Linked DNA regions of Mus musculus: regions 1, 2 and 3 are each linked to region 4. A link is a contact called in public Hi-C and promoter capture Hi-C data. All regions are on one chromosome and are shown on one strand. Each heading gives the region's core, a stretch centred on a gene start, on an enhancer-like site or on the middle of the called end of the contact. The rest is flanking DNA. Distances are from core to core; before and after follow the strand shown.

Evidence for each region. Promoter capture Hi-C pulls out the DNA fragments that hold promoters and counts their contacts. Hi-C and Micro-C count contacts between places; a contact is called where the count stands out from the background.
Region 1: a contact with region 4 is called in a promoter capture Hi-C map of hippocampal neurons, with 8 times the contacts expected there. The contact joins the promoter of Celf2 here to the enhancer-like site in region 4. A contact is called at or near these places in 5 of 39 promoter capture datasets (cranial neural crest, frontonasal cranial neural crest, hippocampal neurons and 2 more), 7 of 484 Hi-C or Micro-C datasets (cerebellar granule neurons, cerebral cortex, cortical neurons and 1 more) and 4 of 115 datasets of contacts at active chromatin or transcription factors (astrocytes, embryonic forebrain, forebrain and 1 more).
Region 2: a contact with region 4 is called in a Hi-C map of cortical neurons, with 4 times the contacts expected there. The contact joins two enhancer-like sites. A contact is called at or near these places in 4 of 484 Hi-C or Micro-C datasets (cerebral cortex, cortical neurons and forebrain) and 1 of 115 datasets of contacts at active chromatin or transcription factors (neural progenitor cells).
Region 3: a contact with region 4 is called in a promoter capture Hi-C map of hippocampal neurons, with 22 times the contacts expected there. The contact joins the promoter of 5031426D15Rik here to the enhancer-like site in region 4. A contact is called at or near these places in 14 of 39 promoter capture datasets (the 3T3-L1 cell line, 3T3-L1-derived adipocytes, the C10 cell line and 10 more) and 1 of 484 Hi-C or Micro-C datasets (cerebral cortex).

The regions. Positions count from the first base shown.
Region 1 is chr2:6,883,572-6,886,271 of GRCm38.p6, forward strand. Celf2 (CUGBP, Elav-like family member 2) reads right to left here and starts at 1,425. Exons shown (of 14, transcript NM_001110228.1): 1 at 1,281-1,425. The coding sequence starts at 1,387.
Region 2 is chr2:7,388,162-7,390,861 of GRCm38.p6, forward strand. It overlaps a transcript of Celf2 not described here. Among named protein-coding and RNA genes, the nearest start is that of 5031426D15Rik, 460 kb to the left of the region's middle. Within about 2 kb of position 1,415, at least 4 of the 459 cell types and tissues checked have an H3K27ac peak or open chromatin away from gene starts, as enhancers often do. A contact at or near this core is called in cortical neurons, where this site is marked.
Region 3 is chr2:6,927,443-6,930,142 of GRCm38.p6, forward strand. It overlaps 5031426D15Rik (RIKEN cDNA 5031426D15 gene), which reads right to left and starts at 1,280. Exons shown (of 1, transcript NR_027890.1): 1 at 1-1,280. It also overlaps a transcript of Celf2 not described here.
Region 4 is chr2:8,636,848-8,639,637 of GRCm38.p6, forward strand. No RefSeq gene overlaps it. Among named protein-coding and RNA genes, the nearest start is that of Gm30904, 290 kb to the left of the region's middle. Within about 2 kb of position 1,469, at least 5 of the 459 cell types and tissues checked have an H3K27ac peak or open chromatin away from gene starts, as enhancers often do. A contact at or near this core is called in cortical neurons, forebrain and hippocampal neurons, where this site is marked.

The DNA of each region.
Region 1 (2,700 bases), core at 175-2,674, 1.8 Mb before region 4:
AGTTCTTATTCTTGGATTTCTAAACTGCTTGTCTGTGGATGCCAAAGGGGAAGCTAAAAACTAGGAATACTGATTACTTGAGCATTAAGTATGTCCTTCTTAACTTCTCTTTTATGCTACATTCCCTAGGTCCAAAAAAAGGGAGCATTTAAAATCCTCGGCGGTAAATACTGTAGAAGCAGGTCTGATCAACAAGGCATTTGCCACAATGATAATAGTATTACAAGCATCCTCAATCAATAAGTTTTCTTTCTGTAGTTAACAGAGAGGCAAGCCATAAATCTCTAACTTAATCCAGCCAACATAACTGCAAAATGCAAAAAGCTCTGAGAACGGCAGATAATAAATTTTTAAAAGCATAAAACCACAAATAAGCAGACCCAAAGCTTCCCTCTGATAGTCCACACAACAAGATTATAGGAGATAAAAGGGGGTGCTGGAAAAAAAAAACAAACAAACAGAAAACCAGCCCCAGACATGCATTAAGCTAGTTTGACAGCTCCATTGTTCCACCGGTCCCATTGTCAGACCCAAAGATGTATTCAGTGCTACAATGTCTGCTAGCAAATAAACAAAAGACTGCATTTTTAAAAGCAGGATGCCAATTCTATCATAATTCTCTCTCCGCTTCCCAAAAGGTCAGCTGTGTCTCCTTCTCGGTCTATGATAGAACCCCACCACCCATGCAGGAAGCAGGTATCTGCTTTCCCGCACAAGAGGACCCAGGACGCCATGCATGAACAGAGGTCTCCAAACAGGTACACATTTTGGCAAGCAGGATAAAGTGATCCAAACCTGATAACACGAGAGGACTATTTAGGTGTCTAAGTCCAGATTAGAGTGGTATTTGGAACGCAAGTCTAATATGGAGTCTCCTCAGCTCCTTTTTCGATGATTATTCCATGCAGAGTGCATAATAATGAAAGAGGCTTAGACATTGCAAAGGAAAAGACGAACCAACAGCCAGATTCGGAACCCTTAAAACATCCACTGGCTGCTCATAGGTAGCGGGGAGCAAATGCATGGTCTGCTTTCAAAAGACAACTAGTACACACACAACTCCCTCACAGCAGTCCTTCTCCTTTCTCTCCCTGGCTTGCTCGCTCTCCCTCCCAATCTCTTGGTCTCAATTTCATTTCCCTCTCTCTGTTTAGATTCTTTTTTCTCTCTCTTTCTCTTCTAAGATAAGGAAGCTGCTTGATTCAGGGCAAGATTGGCGTCTCCACCAGCTCTCAAAACTAGAAAAGCCTATGTTAAAAACAAAGGACCCAACAACATACCTTAAAAGCAGCTCCTCATTTCTCATAGTAACAGCGGATTTGGGACAGCGCATGCTTTCTACACTGATAGTCTCAACAAAAGCCAGTTCAGAAGTGCGCTCAAACATCAATGCCACAGTCGCTATTCACTAATGCGCCCCCTCTCCTCTCTCTCTCTCTCTCTCTCTCTCTCTCTCTCTCTCTCTCTCTCTCTCTCTCTCTCTCTCCCTCTCTCCTCTCAAATGCTGAATAGTACAGAAAAGGGCTCCTGCAGACTCACTGGGAAGAAATAATCCTCTCCGACAAGTTATGTTATCTAGGCATGTTTTTGCACTGGTGTGCTGTGTCTTCTAGAGAGAGCTTGTTTGCATGCACTCAAGCCTGGCATTGGATCTCCTAATTACCATCTTAAAAACTGGGAAGATTTTAAGCAACTCAGTGACATGTGATTTCATATATATATATATGTGTGTGTGTGTGTGTGTGTGTGTGTGTGTGTGTGTGTGTGTGTGTATGTTAGCAAAACCAATCTCACAGCACAGTTCACTATCAACTATCAGCAGAGCATCCCAGAGGACTGAGATTTGAACAGGTCAGTGTGCTCAAAAGGATTTTTGCCTCTCTTTTCTGGGACACTGCATTCACAGTTGGATTCATCTGTTCCTCTCCTCTTGTCCTTAGAAAGAGTGACAAGGTCAAGACCCTCAGCCTCACCCTGGACCATAGATGCAGAGAACAGAGGCTAAGAAACTGGGAAGTGTTTTAACTCTCTGTATGCCAGAGTTCTTATAAATTAAGAGCTTCATTCACCAGAATCCAGGCATCAAAGCCAGCAGGCAACACAAAGATTGTTTGGTCGCACTGAATGCGTAATTGACAGATACAGCAGCTTCATTCCTGAAAGGCTAATGAGTGGCTTTTTTTCCCCAAAACAAGAAAATTTGCTACTCTGCTTCACTATATTCTTGAGCCTTTGAACATAAAGTGGACCAGAGAAAATACACATTCCCCTTTCTGTTTCTTTGAGTAGGAATCATTCCATAAATAACTAGGAAGTCAAACAGTAAGTTAAGCACACACACACACACACACACACACACACACACACACACACACAGAGAGAGAGAGAGAGAGAGAGAGAGAGAGAGAGAGAGAGAGAGAGAGAACTCTATGGACTGCACACATAGTCATCCAAAAGGGCAAGTTCGGACGTCACTCCAGGGGATGCACACTGACCTTGGAAGTTGGGAAAACCCTCACTTTCTATGGAATAACCTAGAACATTTCAAAACAGACCTGAGTCAACAAAGACTGGTGTGAATCCTGAATGCTCACCCCATCCTATATCGGCACAAAGTGTATCTTTCCTAGTAAAATTCTGGACTTGAAATATAACCGGGACTAAGAGTGAAGAAAATGATGGTGGGTTTTGTTCTCCCCC
Region 2 (2,700 bases), core at 165-2,664, 1.2 Mb before region 4:
ATTGATGGAGTCTTTGGAGTCTTTAGATGACTAAGCTAGAATCTCATCAGTTTGTTCCATAGAAGAACAAAGTTCATTGTACTACTTACTTTACTCACTGCTATTAACAAATACCTGACAATGGATGTTTTTAGACTACCAATTTGATGGGACACAATTTCAAATCCTGCTCAGGTAATCATGATGATGGAGATAAAGGTCACATTCCAGCTGTAGTTAGAAACTAGAGAGTGATGAACTAAGGTGCTCAGCAACCCTTTACTTCTCACTGAATCTGCAATTCCAGCCTATGAAGCAGTGCTGCCTATAGTCAGGATGGATCTTTCTCCTCAATCCTTTCTGGAAATGTGCTCAGAGTCGTGCCCAAAGGAACATCTCCAATGTGGTTCAAAATCCAATGGGCAATCACAGTTAACTAGCATAGTCAAGAATAAACTTCAACGCTCTCAATTATTTTTGTTAGTATATATTAATTGTTCAAAGTGATGGGTATCAACAAAACATTTCAACACTTTTAGATCTTAAAATACATCTGTGTGATGCGAATGCGTCATCCATTTAAAAATGAAGTATAATAACCAGAGGGTAGGTTTGAGATTGATATGCTTGGAAAAATATATAAAAATTTGACTTAAAGTAGCATACTTTAAAACCATTTACTTGATACATTGATATCAGTTGTATATGGATATATGTACAAAAGTAATTTACAGTTAGGGCAGTGGAGTCCCAAACTATACAAACCTTCTGCATTTATAAAGACTGGATAATATACAAAGTGCTCCTAATAGTTTGAAGTGAATGGGATATCTCTAAATGTAGACAAAATAGTTTAAAGATCTTTAAGAAGAATAATTACATAGGGGAAGTTTTTCTTAGTTCATAGACTAAGGCTATTTCTGAATACCTATGATGTGGCATTGGAAAATCCCGTTCCCATTAATAAACACTGGCAGAAATCAGAGTATGAGGCTACAGATGGTAAGATGAAACTTTAAAGATCAAGATAACTGCAGAGGAATGTAACCCAAGCCCACAATATTTGGAGGATGGAGGTGAAGTAGAGATTTTAGAGTCCAGCCACAAAGCAGGAAGAAATCAGAGGTGAATGTATTCCGGAAGGATTCAGGAAACAAGATATCTAATTTTTATGCTCTTTAAGCTGAAAACACTTTCTAATTATGCAATGTATGGGCAGCAGGAAACTAGCCATGTGGGTTGGAAGTGTCCTAAGCAGGATCCAAGGGATATAACCAGAGCATCTGAATTTAGCAAAGCAGTACAAGAAACCAAGAAAACTCAAAGCTGAAGAAACGTGAACTCTCACACATGAGCATGTTTTACACGTTCATGTGGAAGATCTCCAGGCTGACTCATAATAGAGGCCATGTTTAGAACTTGGTAATTGAGCAGAAACCTCGGTGACTATGTATCACATGGAAGATAAGAGGGGCAGTCATGTCCAGGCAGAAGGAAGAGTGGGATAATGGAAGGCTCGTGAAATAAGTTGTCACAGAATTATATAATCTGTAATATCAAGTTTATAACAAAACAAACCAGACATGCATATAAACATAAAAGAGTGACAAACAGAGAAGAGCAGAGACAGGACAGAGGAACTGACTTCCCAGGGGCTAGAGTTAGCCGACAAAAGGTTTTTCACAGCTATAATACACAAGTTCAGATAATTAAAGGATGAATAGTATCGTTATTGAAAACTTAAGGAATATAAAACAAACAAACAAAGAAAAAACAATCTAATTGAAACCAGTAATAAATCAAAACTTCATCAGGGCTAGAGAACAAATAGGAAATGATAAAGACTCATAACATTAAAGATCTATCAACATAGATTACTCAGTTTGGAAGACAGAGGAAAGAGGGTGGATAAATGGGAACGTTAGGAACCTATGGGAGACTATGTCAAGTTTGCTTATGAAGAACAGGAAATATAAAAATGACGATAGCATTTTACAATGTGGCACAATTTCTCCCCAGACATTAAATCTAGGTCTAGATAAGCCAGTGAGCTTCATGTGGGGTTGAAACAAAGAAAGTCATTCCTAAACATACTGCAGTTTTAACTGCTGAAATGAAAGCTTAAACACAATCTCAACTCAGGGAAGCCACACACAGGAAATTGCTGGGAGGGGCTTGAACTGATTTTGGATTCCTAAGAAACTGTGAAATTCAGTTGACATTGGAATGTGAAAGCGGCAGCAGAAGAGGTCGCTAATGACGACATCTTCACTCACTGAAGCTATATTTTCAAACCCAAGAGGAAACTGAAATATTTCAGGTAAACCAAGAGTAACTTTCTTACTAGTAGAGCTGTATTCCAAGTATGGAAAGAAAAATGAGTTTGGGTTACATAAAATCTGTATTTCATTTCAATTCTTTAAAAGAATACAAGAATTGAAAGTAAATAATTAATAATATATTGGTGAGCTTGTAATATATATGAATGTTACATATACACATACATGTATATATATGGACATATTAAATAGTTTAAAATCTGACCAATAGAAAATGTGATCAAAAGAAATATACTGACACATGGATTACATTAAGTTTAAATATATGTGCTAATCCTAAAGCAGTCAAAATAACGCAAGGATATAAGTAGAAAACAAAAGAAAATTGAAATGTAATTTTTAAAGGTTGGTTAATGAACAAGAATAAAATCTGAGGAAAATG
Region 3 (2,700 bases), core at 30-2,529, 1.7 Mb before region 4:
TGATATTGCTTTAAAAAAGAAAAGAATATTTGTATTCTGAACACAAAATATAAAAGTTAAACAAATATTTATGGAAGGTAATCACAACCTCTTATTGACAGTAAAGCACAATATGGAAATGGGTTGATAAAGTTGAGCTGACTTTGGTAACTGATATATATATATATATAAATTCATAACATAAAGTAACTCAAGGAATAATGACAGTTGGTCTGGGACATGCTGGGATAGGGGAAATTTATCAGCCTGTTCTTAAAACACACCACCAAAAGCACCTGCCTCATACACAGCAGGGTAATGTGGGCCTGTTCTTTCTCTGTTTTCTAACATGTTTGAGAAGCAGACTGTGATGTAATCCTTCAAAACTGAGCTACCCAACTTAGAGTCTCTCCATGGAAGCTTCCCCAGGATGCTCCACACTCCATACGCTGGCTCTGGAGAACCCCAGGGTATGGTGGAGAATATCTTGGGCATATGGCTGGTGTTCTCACTTTCATCTCCTTGACTCTTCAGTTTGTTCTCTCTCTCTTTTTTTTTTCTCTCTTTTGAAATGTGGCTCATTCTAGAAGCAGCTGAATTGGTACAGACAGTACTTCTGAGGATACATCCCTGAGAATTTAGCTGCAAAGCCCAGGAGAAGTCAGATCCCTGGGAAGAAGCCAAGTGCAGATTTCAGAGAAACAGCATCCTCATGCTTGAGCAAGTTTTCCTCTCCAGATGAAACTTGTCAAATTCCCTTCATACACCCTTCTCTCTAGACAGATGGACACAGAAACGGAGATACAGATTCATGCTTATTTCGGTGTAAACATTTTTTTTTCTCCAAAGTACAGCTTTCAGAGAGTCCCCATTACTGACTCCTAAGGAATTACTCACATTTAGTCTAGCGACTCCCTCCAAGACTGTTTAACACTTCATAAGCATTTCCCTTAAGCCATAAACAACCCTGAGACAGATAACCAAGATGGTGCCTCTGATCAGACTTTGCAGGGTGACTTCTGGTTCATCTCCCATTTGATGCCGAGGACAAAGAGATATATCTGTGACTATGATTATCCACTTGGAAGGTGAGGAAATGAAGTTAAAGGCGAGAGTCTGTGAGACAGCTCTGTAGGTAAAGACATTTCTTATCAAGCCTGCCTGAGTAGGAAACTCAGAACTTACATGGTGGAAAGAGAGAGCTGATTCCAGTAAATTGCCCTTTGACCTTCATATGCATGCTATGGTACACACACACACATACATACATACACACACACACACACACACACACACACACACACACACACACATGTGCATAAAATCTTACAAAAGGTTAGCTTGTGGTAAGAGTTTCTGTCTTCTCTGATCAGTTTATAAACACCAAGTTCTTTCTCTTATGAAATCACGTGAACAATGCAAAGACCAATGGGACATCATTTCATGAGGTCTGCCTTGAACACTTCAGTGTCCTCTGAAGATGAAATCAATCACTCTGTTCTTCTCTTTTCTGCGGGAGACAAAGGGAAGGGGGGATGGGCAGAAGAGCTGAAGAGACAGGATCCATTGGCCAAAGCTTAGCTTGATGGTTAGCTAAAGCAGACCTTGTCAAGTTTAGAAGTTTCTTTGTGTGTGTGTGTGTGTGTGTGTGTGTGTGTGTGTGTGTGTATGTGTGTGTGTACAGATATGTGATTGACAACAAGTTCCTTCTCTATTGTTCTCCAACTTCCTTTTGGACACAGAGATCCACATTGGTTCTGGCGCTTGCCAGTTTATTTAACTGGCTGGTCAACAGGCCCCTAGAACACACACCCCCAGCACGAGGATGTTCCTGTTACACACGTGGTTTTTTATGTGGTTTCTGGGGCTCTGAACTCAGGATTCTCAGGTTTGGATTGCAAGCACTTTACAGGTTGATTCCTTCTCCCAGCCCTGTAACAGGGCTTCTGACAGCTTTAACTCACTGGCGAGTGCGTTCATCCTCTTAGACTCAGACAAAGGCATCGAGGGTCATCCTTCACAGAGCAGATGACTCCCAGAAGATGCGTATGCACCAAATGTTAATTCTATTATACCATTAATGTACCATTACCTATAATAAATGTCTTCCAATAAATTGCCCAGTACCATAGGTCACATAGAAATACATAAGGCAGTGCGAGTGAATCATCAGAAAGACTGGCTTAATCGTAGAGACTAAGATTGATCAGATGTGGAAAAGACTAGAAGTCCAGAGTGCCATAAAGCAAATAGAATAGGAAGAAAGTGGCTACCTTGCAGGACTTTGAGGGTCATCCTGTGGAGTATGCTATACTAAATCCTGAGGCGCTGGAGAGTGGAGTGGAGTGGGACCATTGACAGCGAGCGTGGGGAAGCACGGTCTGGCTCATTACAGGAGGATGTGAGATCTTAATGCCATCTACTGTGTGCAATCCACTTTTTGTGGTTCTTTTAGATCAGGTGGTTTACTGCCTTATCCAGTACACAGCATTTAATAAGATGGCAGAGAAGCTAGCAGCGAGGCTCACAGAAGCCAATAACCAGGTTTCAAGCCACTTTTCTTATATGCAGGGGAAAGAGATGTGTGCTCCAAGTCTGAGTTCCTCTGAGGCATATACCTACTTGACCACTTGGCAGCTGTTACCTGAGAAAAGGTAACTTCCCTAAAGAGAGATCTATAAGCTAGTATGGGGCCTGGAGAATTTTATACTAGCAACTGGA
Region 4 (2,790 bases), core at 219-2,718:
ATCACTTTCCATCCCTGCAGCATCTGCTACATTTTGTTACCTAGCTGTTTATCACCATAGCACTAATACCAACATAAATGGTTGCTGTCCCCATGTCCCGTGTCCTAAGGTATGGACAGGCTGTCTACACTAGTAATCAGTAGGCCCACTTTAATTTTTGAAGGAAAAACTGATAACTCAATACAATAAAGTAAGTTTGTTAAGGATGGCAGCTCTTTTAAATACTTTTCTCATTACCAGGACAAAGTAAATGATCAAAGCAACTCAAGGAAAAAAATGTTTATTTAGGCTCTGAGTTTGAGGGTATAATCCATCATGGCTGGACAGTCAAGGTAGCTGGAGCTTGAGGTGACTCGTTAGATCCATGGTGAAGAAGCAGGGAAAAATGTGGATATTCAACTCAGTTTCTGATTATGCACCTGAAAATCCAGATGCACTCGCATGTATATGCTTGACTCAGTGGATACAAAGGCTAGAGGATGTTGTCCTTGGTAAACTATGATGTCGTCTATGGTATCCTCTGAGCCACAACTCAGCAGTTCACTCAGGATGGCTGGCCACTGAGCTCAGTGTATCATCTTGTCTCTGCTCCCTCAGCCCTGGAGTTACAGACACATTCTTTCATGTCCTACTCTAATGTGGATGCTGGCCATCTGAACCCAAACCCCATGCTGTCTGGTCAGCTGAACATTGCCCTCACTCATGTTACAGATTTTCAAATAATTAATTCAGTGCTCTCTCTGCAGCAATCCTAGAACATCATAAAGTCTTTATCCTAACCAAAATGCCATCATTCGTTGAATTCAATAGATTTGATGAGAGTTAAATGACACAGTAAGAAATAATAGTGCCGTTTTCTATAATATACAAGATGTAATTTTCTATCTGACATTTATAAAAAAAAAGACAATGAGAATTACTTTTACAGTCATAAAAGACAGCATAGTGTTGAATGACTTGAGAAATATTAAAACTAAATCTTTTACACACCTAATTTTTTTTCTATCTGGAACATATATTTCTCATGAATATTTGAACAAGTATGATAAATAGACATTAGAGAAAGTAAAACTTCTATTCTTTTTTTTTTTTAAACAGGAACAGGCTTAGTCTAGCACATACACATACTGGTAAATGCAAAGTCACTAAAGAAGAATCCTGGAAAAAGTCACGTCTTATCTGATCTGAGAATGGTTCCCATAAACTTGAGTTTCCCATGTTAAGAATGCAAGCAGCTCCAAAGGCAAGGCTGCTTCCTTTTGGTATTTCATAGTTTATACCAAATAAGCTTTAAACGTGCGAATGTTTCTCTTGTAACACGGTGTGCTACTGCAGAACTTACGGGGAAGAGGAGGGGACTTAGATCAAACAGATTCCATGCACTTCTGCGCGTATTCAGCTCAACAACTCAATGACTGCTGTATACACAAAGTTAAAACGGCAGAAATAAAGGCAGCTGTGCAGCAAACAAGTGAAAAAGCTTTCTGCTGCCCTCTGCTGATATTGCAGGATCTTCATGCATTCTGCAGGTGTTTATCTTGCAATGTTGGAAGAAAGATTTCCTTTGTGCCTTTGACTACATAAGATGAAAAATATCAATAATAATCATATTTCAATATATTAAATATAAAAGATGAGGACTAGTGGTTGTTTTTAAATTTCAGAATTGCTAAGGATAGTAACTCCTTGTCTTAGTTATATTTTCTGTCACTGTAGTAAAATACCCTGAGAAAAATAACTTAAAGAAGAAAGACATGAATTGGGCTAGCACTCTGAGGACACTGTCATCAGGCAGTGTGGAATACATGTCCCAGGGCTGGGAGTTTGAGTCAGTTGGTCAGATTGCATCTGCAGAGAGGAAGGAGAGAGTAATGGTTCTTCCTGCTCAGCTAGCTTCCTCCTCTCTATGTTAAGTACTCAAATGGTACCGCACTGCTTCCCTCCTACACAGGATCTCCTGGGTTCCTGGAGGTTGGCTTCTGCGTGATTCCAGAGCCTCTCAAGATGACCATCAACCCTAACTATCACATATCTTTTTCCACATTGTATTTTAGGAAAACAGAGATAGAGGCATTACTTCTTTAGAGTTCTCATACTTGCTCCTGTCTTTCTTGGGTTAGAAAGTAGGTTAATTTTCATTTATCTCTGATTAGTCAGTGCCCCCCTTTTGCCAATATTATTTGACTGTTCTCCATCCCACAGCTACATTCTTATGAAAGATAAAATGAGACACACATTCTTTTTTTTTCTCACTTAATCTTTTTTTTAATTAGGTATTTTCCTCATTTACATTTCCAATGCTATCCCAAAAGTCCCCCATACCCACCCCCCCTACTCCCCTACCCACCCACTCCCCCTTTTTGGCCCTGGCGTTCCCCTGTACTGGGGCATATAAAGTTTGCAAGTTCAATGGGCCTCTCTTCTTAAGGAAGAGAAAAATTATGTGAGTAAGAAAAGAACTTTAGTTTGCTAGGAGTTCTTAGAATGGTGAAATGAAAACACACTCTATTGGGCTGGAGAGAAAGTATAGTGGCTAAATACGTTTTTCTCTTCCATAAGACCTAACTTTAGTTCCCAAGACTTAAGTAAGGCATCTTACAGCCACCTGTAACTCCAGCTTCAAGGGATCTAATGCCCTCTGCTGGTCTCCATGGGTACTCACACACATGCCTCTGTGCCTCTAGATCTGTCTTGGTCTCTCTCCTCTCTCGCTCGCTCTCTCTCTCTCTCTCTCTCTCTCTCTCTCTTTCCCCTCTCTCTATTTCTCTCCCTCTCCCCTTCTCTCTCTCT